Regions from separate parts of the Ovis aries genome. Here region 1 is linked to region 2. The links are chromatin contacts, called in public Hi-C maps. All regions are on one chromosome and are shown on one strand. Each heading gives the region's core, a stretch centred on a gene start, on an enhancer-like site or on the middle of the called end of the contact. The rest is flanking DNA. Distances are from core to core; before and after follow the strand shown.

Region 1 (7,127 bases), core at 585-3,084, 340 kb before region 2:
CAACCGAATCACTTTGCTGCACCCCTGAAACTAAAAGCCAGCACACAAATAAACCCCCCTCCCTCACCCCTCTTCACTTGTGAAAATGAAACCCAATCCCAAGTCACTCCCATTCGGACTGTCTCCTTGAACATGCACTCTCCCACACCTCCACATCCTGCCAGCGCCAGCCCTCCATCCCACGCCTCCCTCCCTCTCGGCTCCCAGGACTCGCGGTGGACCTGTCATCGTTCCTCCCCGCTTCCTCCACCGCCCCTGCCCGGCCACACACAGACACACTAGAGTTTCACGCACGAATGTGCGAATGACCCGATGCTGGCTCCTACACCTTCGCAAGCGGGTGCCCACGGCACAGACACACGGAGACACACAGAGTTCCACGTTCTCATGCACAGACTCGCAGGCTGACTTCACTCCACCCGTGGCATCCCCGAAAGCAGCGCTGCGCTTTTCACACCTGCGCACATGCTCACAATCACATCCACTCAGACACAGAGCAAGGGCAGGTGTGCAACCACAGGGGTTTTGCACACTGCAGGCTCTCCACCCCGAATCTCCCTCTTTCCCTATGTGTATGTGTTCACGCACATATCGATCTCCATGTACGTTGTACATGTGTGTGCGTATATCACATCAGACTTATTAACAGCTTCACACCTTACACGCAAGTCCTATAAATGATCACTCACGACCACGCCAGTTCATTGAGTCATCTTGACAACCATGACCCTTATTCACGTATACAACCTCCTACAACATCAAGCACAACCTCGAACAGCTGAGTCGACTGTTCCAGACACGGCCTCATAGAGTACCGCTCACAGAGATACATACAGCTCGACCACAGCCACGCATCACTCGGACTGTCCTTGACACGTCTCCCACACTCACACATCCTCCCAAACAGCACACTCCCCTTCACCTGCTCAGCCTCGTGTGTACCAGCACACAGCTGACCACAATAATCAGTCACACTCCACACATCCATCCTGTACCCCACAGCACACACCTCCCTGCCATCCCCGCCCCCACCAGTCTTACCATCAGAGAGACAACCACGGCCATGCAATTTCTCGGTCACATACCTAACCCTATAAACAGTTCAACTCTGCCAAACACACACACACACACAGCATTACAGACTCACCATCAGAGGTGGCCCACATTTTCACACCACTGAAAGTTTCACATCATTCACACGGTCCTTTGGTGCCCTCGCAGGGCTAAACGGACAGGCCATCCCCGGTACCAACCTGTACCCACATCTGTACGCACCGTTTGACACCATCACACACATCTGAGCTTTCTACACCATCTCTCGTGCACACTCACGCCCAATATCCACGCACATATACACTTGCAGCGGGAGTGTATGGACCGCTCCCCAAACCACACAACTTACCCCTGGCCGGCCGGCTGAGCCCCGCGCACCCCGGTTTCACAGCCCGCCAGCCTGCCAGCCGGCCGGGCCGTCACAAGGGCCCCCTCCCTTTCCCAGGCCCCGCCCCGTCCTCGCGCCTGTTTACCTGCGCCCCGAGAGAGGGGGCGCGGCCCCAGCGCGCCCTCCAGACCCGGGAGAGCCCGAGAGCGGGACAGGGGGCGTCCAGGGACCCCAAGGCCCGTCCCCGTCTCCAGGCCATTGGTCCCAGGGGTGTGCCAGGCCCAGCCCACACCCTCTGCCCCCGCCTCCATCCTCTCGGCTCCTGGGACTCCCCCCCACACTCCTGGCGCCCAACTGACCGCGAACGGCTCCAAGTCCCGCTTCTCCGCGCTGCGCACGCACGGCCGCCGCCCGCAGCTGCGCCCGCAGTCTCCGGCCGCGGGCGGCTCCTCCGCGGGGCGGGGCGGGGCGGCCCGCAGCCCCGCCCCGCAGGTGAGACCGGCCCCGCCCGCCGCTCCTGGAAAGTTAAGCCCAGCCGCCCCAGCGCTGCGGGAGTAGCAGAGCCTTGTGCGCGCGTTTAGCCGGTAGTCTCTGCGGCACGTCGAATCCGAGATGATTGCAGGCGCGCGGGAAATGAGAGTCTCCGCGAAACTAGAATCTTGGAAACTCGAAATCTTAGAAACTTTACATCCCAGACGGATGGCTTTCTTGCAAGGCCAGCCTCCGGCCCTTCGCCTCGGCTGTGCGCCCGCTTTGGAAATCTCTCCACATACATCTCGACGCTTGTCCTTTTTCAAAGGCCGTTTCCTCCGAGAGGCCTTCCTTGCCGCTTCTAAAATACACCCTTCCCACCGAAACACAACCTCATTTATCTGCTTGATTTTGTTAATAAATTTTTTCAGGACCTAAAATTATATAACATTATAATTACTGTGTTATGTTACATCAGGTTATTGGCGAGGCTAAAAATCTGGCTCTGAGTTCACATCATGTTTCACCATTTACTGGCTGTGCAGGCTTTGGACAGTAACTTAACCTCTCTGTCTCCGTTTCCCTGATCTCTAATGGATTAGTCAAAAGCTGTGAGGACTGAATGCCTTAATATATGGATTGGAAGCATTTAGCAAATATTAGCTGCTGATTTTGTGGTGTTATATTATTGGTTCGGCTTTCCAAGCGGAGCTAAAAAAAGAAAAACCACCTGCCTATGCAGGAGATATAAGAGATGCGAGTGCGATCCCTGGTTTGGGAAGATCCCCTAGAGGAGGGCATGGCAGTCCACTCCAGTATTCTTGCCTGGAGAATCCCATGGACACAGAAGTCTGGCAGGCTACAGTCCTTTGGGTCACAAAGAGTCAGACACAACTGAAGCAACTCAGCACAGATGCATTATTGTTCTCCCCCAGGGAAAGGTGTACATCAAGGCTGTATATTGTCACCCTGCTTATTTAACTTGTATGCAGAGTACATCATGCAAAATCCTGGGCTAGATGAAGCACAAGCTGGAATCAAGATTGCCAGGAGAAATATCAATAACCTCAGATACACAGATGACACCACCCTTATGGTAGAAAACGAAGAGGAACTAAAAAGCCTCTTGACAATAGTGAAAGAGGAGAGTAAAAAAAAAAAAAACTGGCTTAAAATTCAACATTTAAAAAACTAAGAACATGGCATCTGGTCCCATTACTTCATGGTGACTAGATGGGGAAACAATGGAAACAGTGACAGATTTACTTTCTTGGGCTCCAAAATCACTGCAGATCTTGACTGCAGCCATGAAATTTAAAACATGCTTGCTCCTTGGAAGAAAAGCTATGACCAGTCTAGACAGCGTATTAAAAAGCAGAAACATTGCCAACAAATGTCCATACACTCAAAGGTATGGTTTTTCCAGTAGTCATGTATAGATGTGAGAGTTGGACAATAAGGCTGAGCATTGAAGAATTGACGCTTTTGAACTGTGGTGTTTGAGAAGACTCTTGTGGGTCCCTTGGACTGCAAGGATATCCAAGCAGTCAATCCTAAAGGAAATCAGTCCTGAATATTCATTGGAAGGGCTGATGCTGAAGCTGAAGCTCCAGTACTTTGGCCACCTGATTCGAAAAGCTGACTCATTAGAAAAGACCCTGATGTTGCAAAAGATTGAGGGCAGGAAGGAGAAGAAGGGGAAGACAGAGGATGAGATGTTTGGATGACATCACTGACTCAATGGACATGAATCTGAGCAACCTCTGGAAGATGGTGAAGGACAGGGAAGCCTGGCGTGCTGCAGTTCAAAGAGTCGGACATGACTGAGCTACTGAACAACAACCTTAGAATGCCAGCTCCCTGAAGGCAGGGCTTTGTGTTGTAAGCATGTTATCTTTAGCAACAGAACAAGGTGGTGCAAAGTAGGTGCTCAATAAATACCTGTTGAGTGACTTACTCAATAAATCAAGTCCTAGAAACATAAATTGGCCAAAGATAGGCTCACAGGATTTTAGCATGATCGCCTGCTTTGCCAAACCCTGCAGTATCCCAGTGATACTATAGTATCACTGCACTATAGTATATATCCAGCAGAGGGCGCTGCTGTCCCGTGGACTAGGCACCAGACTATGGCACCACTCCCCTATTCTCGGAGCCTCAGTGCAGATGCTCCCGCCTGCAGGAACCTCTCGCTGGAGGATACGACCTTCCTGGGCTCCTGCGACCGTCTAGGCTCCCACATTCCAACCCTGCCCACTCTAGGTCATCACATGTCTCTCTCCCTCGCTGGAACACCAGAAGGACTGACAAAGCCAAGGCACATTCCCCAGCACAGCCTGAGCACAGAGAAGGCACTGACAATGGCTGTTGACTGACTGATGGAAAATCAAACTCAAACTCACGCTCTTACTTCTCCAGGTACGTCTAGGGAACAGGGTGGAAGAGGGCAGCTGAGGCTTTGTCCCCGATTGTTCTGGCCTCAGGACACTGGTCACTGTTTCTGGAACTGCCACACGCTCACCCCAAACCAGTGCACCGAGTCAGATGGTTTAAGGCACATCCCTGCTCCGTCATTTGTTGGCTGTACAATCCCTGAGCCAGGAGCCAAGCTCTCTGGCCCTCACGGTCCTGGTCTGTAGAAATGGACTCACAAGGGTAACCTATTTTGTGAGGCTGATGTGGGGATTAATGAGTAATCCCTTTAAAAGGCAACCAAGCCTACTCATCACAACTACTGAGCCCGTGTGAGACAACTAGAATCCTTGCACTGCGATGAAAAATCATGCATGACACAACAAAAACCCAATGCAGCCAAATAAATAAATAAAAATTTAAAAAAAAGTGGTGTCAGAAGGATGCTCAGAGATAACAAAAGATTACAGAATGAAAAGTTGGTCTTTGTCTCTCCTTGATCCCCAGATACTCTTCCAAGAAGCAGACATGATTTGGTTTAGTTCAGTCACTCAGTCTTGTCCGACTCTTCGAGACCCCATGGACCACAGCACGCCAGGCCTCCCAGTCCATCACCAACTCCCAGAGTTTACCCAAACTCATCTCCATTGAGTTGGTGATGCCATCCAACCATCTCATCCGCTGTCGTCCCCTTCTCTGCCTGCCCTCAATCTTTCCTAGTGTCAGGGTCTTTTCAAATGAGTCAGCTCTTCGCATCAGGTGGCCAAAGTATTGGCATTTCAGCTTCAACAGCAGTCCTTCCAATGAACACTCAGGACTGATCTCCTTTAGGATGGACTTGTTGGATCTCCTTGCAGTCCAGGAGTCTCAGGAGTCTTCTCCAACACCACAGTTCAAAAGCATTAATTCTTCGGCTCTCAGCTTTCTTATAGTCCAACTCTTACATCCATACATGACTATTGGAAAACCATAGCCTTGACGAGACAGACCTTTGTTGGCAAAGTAATGTTTCTTCATTTTAATATGCTGTCTAGATTGGTCATGACTTTCCTTCCAAGGAGTAAGTGTCTTAATTTCAAGGCTGCAATCACCATCTGCAGTGATTTTGGCAGACATGATTACCAGTTTCTAATATCCTCCTGAGCTAGTCCACAGAAATGAATTGTGTGTGACTGAGCGTGAGTGACCATTTAAGAAAAACGCAAATGAGAAAAACCTGACCCCTGGAGGGTAATGATGGCTTTGACTTTGGGTGTGGTGACTTGCTTTGGCCAATCGCAGAGGGGCACAAGTGACAGTCCTCCCAGTTCTGAGCTTAGATCTCAGGGGCTTTGAAGATTCCCTCTTGCATCCCAATGGAGGCATGACACAGCCCCTGTGTGTTCCCTCTTACCACAACATCTCCATATTGTTAAAAGATACACTGAGGCATGTTAACATTTTATTGCGTTTACTTAAAATCCATTCAAATCAAGCAGCACCCAATCTAGCAGACAGAAAGGAGCTTCGAGGAACTAAACAAAACGGAAGACTCTTATAGGAGGAAGGGAGCAGGAACAAGAAAGTTCCTGGAACAACAAAGCAGGCAAAAAAGCAGACTGGTTATGGTGAGGTCACTTTCCTTTAGGGACAGCAGGCACCTATCTGGGCAGATTACCCAACTAGAGCTGATCTGAATGGCTGGTTTAAGATTCAGTCTCCGGGAGAGCCACAACTGTCATTAAGTCTTGATTTTATGACATGACCCAGCATTTTGAGCCTGTTGTCCCATTTTTAACATAATGGTATAAAACAAAGCTTCCCAGTCTCACCCAGCCCAAAACAACCAACTCTCAGCCAGCCCTACATCCGCTTTTAAGCTCCTGCATTTTGGGGTGATGTGTTTCACTGTATTTTTGTGGTAATAGGTTATAGAATTGTCCTCACTTAGGTGGCTTCCCTTGTGATTCAGATGGTAAAGAATATGCCTTCAATCCAGGAGACCCTGGCTTGATCCCTGGGTCAAGAAGCTCCCCTGGAGAAGGGAATAGCTGCCTACTCCAGTGTTCTTGCCTGGAGAATTCCATGGACAGAGGAGCCTGGTGGACTACAGTCCATGGGGTTAAAGTCTATGGGGTTGCATAGAGTCAGACACAGCTGAGTGACTAACACTTTCACTTTAGCAATATCCTTGGTGCTATGATCCAAGGGCTTCCCTAGTGCCTCAGTGGTAGAGAATCCGCTTGCCAATGCAGGAGACCCGGGCTTGATCCCTGGGTCTGGAAGATCCCTTGGAGGAGGAAATGGCAACCCACTCCAGCATTCTTGCCTGGAGAATCCCATGGACAGAGGAGCCTGATGGGCTAAAGTCCATGGGGTCACAAAAGAGTCAGATACGACTTAGCGACTAAACAACAACAAACAACTATGATTTTAACGTATTTTCTCATATGTTGAAATCCTAACCTTCAAAGGTGATAGTATTAATAGGTGGGGCCTTTAGGCTTCCCTGGTGGCTCAGAGGTTAAAGTGTCTGCCTCCAATGCGGGAGACCCGGGTTCCATCCCTGGGTTGGGGAGATCCCCTGGAGAAGGAAATGGCAGCCCACTCCAGTATTCTTGCCTGGAGAATCCTATGGATGGAGGAGCCTGGTAGGCTACAGTCCACGGGGTCGCAAAGAGTCGGACATGACTGAGCAACTTCACTCACTTTGGTATTAGTATGATGTGATTAGATCATGAGGGTGGAGCTCTCATGCATGGGATTAGTGCCTTTATAAGAGAGAACCCATAAAGCGCCCTTGTACCTTCTGCCTCCTGAGAATACTGCAAGAAAATCTGCAATCCCTGGCCCTTTTGCAGCCTCAGCATCCACTCTCTATAAA
Region 2 (6,503 bases), core at 2,837-5,336:
AGATGCAGAGGAAGGTGCCAGACAGAAAACGCCGAAGAACAGGATCAGAGAGAGGGAAAGCCAGGAGCCCAAGGAGAAAAGAAAGCCAAGAAATGAGCAGAGACCAGACCCCCGCCAAGTGTTGGTGATGGGGACGGAAAGAATCCCAGATCAGAGGAAACTGGGGTCCCGAACACACTGCCCACTGGAGGGATGAGGGGCCAGGGCGGAGGCACTCACGTCAGTTCCTGAATGACCTGGGTGTTGAGCAGCTCCTCCTGCACCTGGTCAGACAGCGTCTGCACCCAGCGCAGGTAATCCCAGAGGCGGCCCAGCACCTGCTCCCAAGGCTGGCTGTCCTGCCCCCGGGGCTGCTCCGGAGGCAGGGGCTCCTCGGACCCCAGCTCTCCCTCCATATCCGCCTGGCATCCTGCACACAGACAGTTCACCGCGGTCAGGGTCCTCTGCCCGCTCCAGGCACACAGTACCCGGTACAGAGGAGGTGCTCCACAGAGGCTGGTGGGCTTCTTTAGAGCACTGGGGGGTGGAGATGGGGTGGAGAGACGCCCAGCCGGTTTAAGCTCTTGATAAGCATGGATTATGTGTGGTCCACGTACTGCCACGCTGGGGCGATAGAGAATAAAACAGCCCCAGATAGAGAATAATCACCTCTGACACTTAGCTGCTCCTCACTACCTGCCTGACAGCAGTGCGCTAGAAACTCTCATTTTAAAAGGATGGGGAAACTGAGGCTCTGAGAAAGTAAAACTGCAGCTCAGAACCAAGGAATGTCAGAGAGACCTCAGACCCGGGGAGACAGACCAGCAGATGAGAGGACCCACGGACCACGGACGGGAGGACGGCAAGCTGAGGATGGGAGGGGGTGGGGCAAAGAACCTGGGCAAGCTCCGCCCCCATACCTGCCAGAAGCGCGACCACCAGGGCAACCCACAGAACCTTCATCTTCTGGCTTGCGATTGGCCAACCTGAAGGAGGGAGAAATTGTCACTCAACCCCGGGGGGTGGGGGGACTCCCTCCCCCTCAGAGCCCCGCCCCACCCGGTTTTAGCCTTCAAAGCCTCGCTCCCAGCAACATCCTAATCCAATTCCAAATATTTACCCAGCGGCCCCTACATTGTCTATTTCATTTCCTCATTGTCTTCTCTTATCTCCCCATCCCCAGGTCTGCCGCCGCCTTAATTCCATCCCTCTCCCAGGGTTCAGATTCCACTCAACCCGCCTTCCCCTCCATCCCGGAGTTCCCCGAGAGCCCCGGCTGGACTTTCTAAAGTTCCAACCTCGCATTCCCCTCTGTATCTTCCCATTCTCAGCTCCAACTTCACATCTAAACGCTGTCATCCGCATATTCGCTAATTTAATCCTCATTTAGAAGTCCTTCAACCCACGCTTTAGCTACCGTGCCGCCGCCCCTGAGCCTCCCTTACCGAAAATCTTAGGACAATTGTGGGCATCCAGTAGGTGCTCAGTAAACAGCAGTAACAGTTAGTGGGTTTTTGCTATCTCTCGTCTGGTTTTTCCTGCAGGTCCAGCTGCTCCCCTGAACCCACCTTCCAGTCCAAACGGGATACGCCTGCTCCCCACCCCTCTAGGTCCAGTCCCCTGTCTCTGGTCTCCTCCTCTGCTCAAGCTTTTGTCCTGGTCCGGGCGGCGTCGGACCGTCACCTCGTCCACCTCTCCCGCAGCCCGTCCCCCACAGAAGCCCTGAGCTGGTCTCCGTGGCCCCCAGCTCTGCTTCTCACCGCGCTCTTCGCCTCCGGAAACCGCGTCCTTCGCCTCCGGGATTGAGCAGGGACTCACGGATCCCAGATTCGTCCAATTATAGGGCTCCCCCCTGGCCCGCCCACTTCTCCTGAGCTGGGGCAAGCTGGGCCAGCCCCCTCAGGTCACGAGGTGGGCTGTCCTCCCCCTTCACACACAGCAAGGAGGGGAGGGGGTGGGGCCTGGAGGCCTGGCAGCCCCCACTCCCAGCCCCCTTGAAAAGATGACTTCTCACCCAGTAACTCAGGCGGCTTCCTCCATCCTGGTGGGTAGGTGAGCTGGTGAGGGCTGGGACAGTGGGCATGGAAGGGGCTGGAACAGGCCACTGCCCACAGCACCCATCCCCTGCCCTTCTCTTTTCCAGCGGATGGATGAATAGAATTTGGGGAAAGGACTGGGGGCCTGAAATCCCTGGTTAGAGGAAGGAGGGGGTTGGGACTCTGGGTAGGGAGGGGGAAGGGAGCTGGCTGGCTGGATAGAAATGGGATAGGAGTTCTGGGGACAGTACAAGGTATCTGCTACAAGCCCAGGCTTTGAGAGTGCAATCTGGACTTTACCATGAGCTCCCTCTTGCCCTCTTCCCTTGGGCACAGGAGAGTGCCTCTCTTGAGCCCCCTTCCCCGGTTGAGACCTGAAAATCCAGCATTTGTCCCAACTGTGTATTGTTCCTTCAGTGGGGCCTGAAGCATGCTTCAGGACTGTGCCTGCTTAGGACTGTGGATTCCAGAACCAAACTGCTCAGGCCTGAATCCAGGCTCTGCCAGTTGTCAGCTGTGTGACCCTGAGCCAACGACCCAGCCTCTCTGAACATCCAGTTTCTTGGTCCACAAAACCAGGAAAAGAGTTGCACTTAACACCGTCATTCGGTGAAGCAACAGGCTACTGTGTGTACTGAGAACAAGTAGGGTTAGCTGGCAAACAGTGGCCCCATGTTGGACTTCAGTTCTGTGCTGGGCCACAGTGAACACTCCTGTCCCTCCCTCCCTTGCAGCCCTGTTCATGAGCCCCAGCTGTTTCACAGACGGGCATCCTGAATTGAGAGTGTTGTAGCCACACTCTCTGCTCTCTGGGAAGTAAACTCACTCAGAAGGACAACGCAAATAGTGGAGTGCAGTTTATTACACCAGTGGGCCCAAGGCAGAGTCTTCTCTTAGCCAAGGACCCGGTCAGTTTTTGTGACAACCTTATATACCCTAAGTGTACATGCTCAAACCCTCCTCCCCGAATTCCTCAAAACTAGCCTGGATAATGTGAAGGGGCTAAATCATGATTCATATATTAGTCCAGACACCTAATTAGGCTAACATATATCAATAGGTTTTGTGCAGATAACAATTTGTTTTCCTCTGGGGTAGATTAGTATATTCTTTTCGGCGACAGAAAGTCCAGGAACAAGTTCTGGAGTCCCTTTATCCAGGGGTCTGTTTTTCAGTTGGAATGTTGCTTTTATAGATTCCAGGCACAAAGCTCAAAGTCCACTGGGAGAACACCCCGGCATGTAGTCCAAAGTTTTCAAGAAGTCTAAAATGGGGTCCTGCAGCCAAGATGGAGTCCGCTTTGCCCACTTTCCTCTTTTATTCCTCTCTCTTGATGCTCCTAACTCTCAGTGGGAGCATCACTCATAGGAATATATTGTACCCTAGGCCTCCTAACACCGATCTGGGAAAGTGAGGTTCGTCTCTAGGTTACAAAGTTAACAACATGTTGTAAAGTGCAAGGGCCGGATAACAGAACTATTAAAATGACAGTGAGCGCAGTTTCACACCAGTCACCCTTTACCCAAGATAGGACCGAGGTCCAGAAGGGAATATTTTCATCTGACATTGCTTTTGCTTGGTCCCTCATGTCACCCAAAGCAGTCGTTACAGTGCCAGATAAATCAGGAATGTATATACAACGGTCAGCCTTAAGTATGGCACAGGTTCCATACACAACATTCAACCTTAAGTATGGCACAGGTTCCTCCCTGTGAGGCGGTGAGGATGTCTAATGCCATTCTATCCTTGATTTTTGTTGTCTTACTTGATGCAAAAAAACCTCATAGTCATATCACCCCTCTGTAGAGGTGATACGCGCCGTGGGAGCCCGTCCATCCCAGATAGAGGCATGGCGCTGGACTGGCCCAACAGCCTTGTGCCCCTCTTTAGAACAAATCCCAGATACCTCACCTCCTCCTGGCAGATCCGAGCCTTCTTTTTCGAGACCGGGTAACCAGCCTCTATCAGCAGTCCCAGCGAGGCCTTGGTTCCTTCCCAGCAATCATCCTTGTTCTCAGCGGCCAGGAGCAGATTGTCCACGTATTGCAGCAGCCAACAACCAAACTTTTCTGGCTGAAATGCGCCTAAGTCCGAAGCCAGGGCTTCTTCAAAAATGGTTGGAGAATTTTTAAACCCTCAGGGGAGGGGGGTCCAGGTTAGTTGTTGTTTGGCGCCCCCTGTTGGGTCTTCCCATTCGAAAGCAAAAATTGGTGGTGATACCTGGGCTAGGTGTGTACAGAAAAAGGCATCTTTTAAGTCCAGACAAGGATAGAACTTTTGCACTTCGAGGGAGGAAGCTGAGTAAGGTATATAGGTTTGGGACTGTGGGTTGCAGGGTCATGGAAGCTTGGCTGACCAGCCTTAAATCTTGTATTGGCCTATAGTCCTGTCCCCCTTCCTTTTTAACTGGCAGGATTGGTGTATTTCATTCTGATTGGCATTCAATCAGGATGCCGGCCAGTTTCAGTCTATATAAATGTGGCAGTATGCCGAGACGAGCCTCCAGGGGCAATGGATACTGGCGTTTTCTAACCGGGGTGGCACTGGGCTTAAGTTCTATTATTATTGGAGCATGGTGTTTGGCGAGCCCAGGGGGGTTTCCTTCTGCTCAGACCTCGGGCAGTTGTTGAGCCAGTGTTTCCTCCCGGCCGTTCATCCCCTCTAGTCTTTTCTCAGTATATTCATGTAACCTCCATTCATCTTGTGGGGTAACTGAGAGGGAGAGTAAGTAAGTAGCTGGGCGGGTCAATGTGCAAAGTGGGGTGTTCGTGGGGGGAAAAGGTCACTTGTGATCCCAGTTGAGAGAGTAGATCTCTTCCTGGTAGAGGTACTGGGCATTCAGGGATATATAAGAACTCATGAGTCACTTGGTGGCCCCCGCCATCTGGCACTTTTAGGGCTTACAGAATTGTTTAATCATTTCCTTTCCAGGTATCCCAGTTATGGCAGTGGCCTTTTTCGAGAGAGGTGCCGTGGGTTCAGTTGCTACTGACAATCCTGCTCCGGTATCCACCATGAAGTCAGTAAGTTGGTCCCCTGCTTTTAATGTTATCATGGGCTCTTGTGGACCTGTGTCTCTGAGCCCCGGCATCCCTATTCAGTCTCTCATCCGTCAAGGCTTGCCACTGTACTGGTTGATTCCCGGCTTTTAGTGGTTTTAGGACATTGGTTTTTCCAGCGGCCAAACCCTCGGCACCAGGCACGCTGATTGGGCTGTAACGTGGACCTAGGCTTTCGTGGAGGTTTCCTGAGGGAGTGGTCTCGTCTCCAGGAGGGAGGGGCTTTCGTGGGCAGCCTGGCAGGCCTTCCCAAGGCCACGGCTAGCATTGCAAATCTCTGGTCTGCTCAGTTTTTCAGTTTCTTTCTTGGCTTCCACATCTCTGTTTCTGAATATTTTGTTTGCAATTTCAACTAGTTGGGAGCTGGACATTGATAATACTCCATCCAGCTTCTGGAGCTTTCTTTTAATATCAGGATAAGCCTGTGACACAAATGTTGAGTTTATAATGATGTGAGAGCCCCTGGCTTCGAGGCCGATCAGCGTATAGAGTCTATAAGCCTCACACAGTCTTTCATAAAATTCAGAAAGGGGCTCGGCCCCTTGTTGCACTACTCCGGCAGGTCTTGCCTTATCTGTAGGCCTGCGGGCTCCTCTTTTTAGTCCCTGTAGATGGCTGTACGCTATCTGTCTAATTAGTTTCTCCCCTCGTCTGTATTATAGTCCCAATTAGGTCTGTCATCGGGGAGGGTTTGTTTCACCCACATTTGTGGGTTTACAGTTCCTTCTGGAACCATTTCTAGCAGCCATTTCTTTGCTTCAGTAAGAATTCTATACTGTTCTTCCGTACTGAAGAGGGAAGTTAATAATTGGATAATATCGTCCCATGTCAGTCGGCGGGTACAAAAAATAGTTTCCATCAATCTCATCATATCCTGTGGCTCCTCTGAATATGGTGGCGTATATTTTTGCCAGTTCAAGATATCAGTAGACAAAAATAGTTGATAGTAGTAGGCCACGGGAGCCTGGTGATAATTACTGTCTTTCCCCTGTATGCAGGCCTGCTGGACTTCCCTAAGGGGCATCTGAAATGGTGTCTTTTCCTCTAACTCCTTGGCAGAGAACAGTCTCTGTTTAATTCCAGTGTTCCCCTCCCTTTCTCATCGGTACTCTTGGGGAGGTGGGGGTGTTGGCGGTGGATAGAGCTTAGGTTGTGCCTCTGGGGTAGGAGCTGAATCCGGAGGGTGGTATCCAGTGGTCCCTCCCGCTGGGGTCAGATCCTGCTGGGGTGGTGGCTCTGCGACCCCTGGGGGGGGGCTGAAGGAAGGGCCGGGGACAGCGTTGATGCTGGGATGTCCTGTGGCCTCCGTCTGGTGGCTGTTAAGGCCCCGGCCTGGCTGACACATCTGAGGGCCGGTTCATCGTCCAGTACAGTGGGGGAGGAAGTTCCTCATTTGGATCCTGTAGAATCACTTTTTTATCATCAGTTT

Evidence for each region. A called contact is a pair of places that touch in the nucleus more often than the background predicts.
Region 1: a Hi-C map of tail adipose tissue shows a contact between it and region 2, with 9 times the contacts expected there. The contact joins the promoter of KLC3 here to the promoter of APOE in region 2. A contact is called at or near these places in 3 of 16 Hi-C or Micro-C datasets (blood, liver and tail adipose tissue).

Annotation. Positions count from the first base shown.
Region 1 is chr14:52,754,700-52,761,826 of ARS-UI_Ramb_v3.0, reverse strand. KLC3 (kinesin light chain 3) reads right to left here and starts at 1,834. Exons shown (of 13, transcript XM_042232175.2): 1 at 1,741-1,834.
Region 2 is chr14:52,422,465-52,428,967 of ARS-UI_Ramb_v3.0, reverse strand. It overlaps APOE (apolipoprotein E), which reads right to left and starts at 4,086. Exons shown (of 4, transcript XM_027978460.2): 1 at 3,927-4,086; 2 at 900-965; 3 at 220-409. The coding sequence starts at 942. LOC105616899 (a long non-coding RNA gene) reads left to right here and starts at 1,976. Exons shown (of 4, transcript XR_006056203.2): 1 at 1,976-2,031; 2 at 4,947-5,038.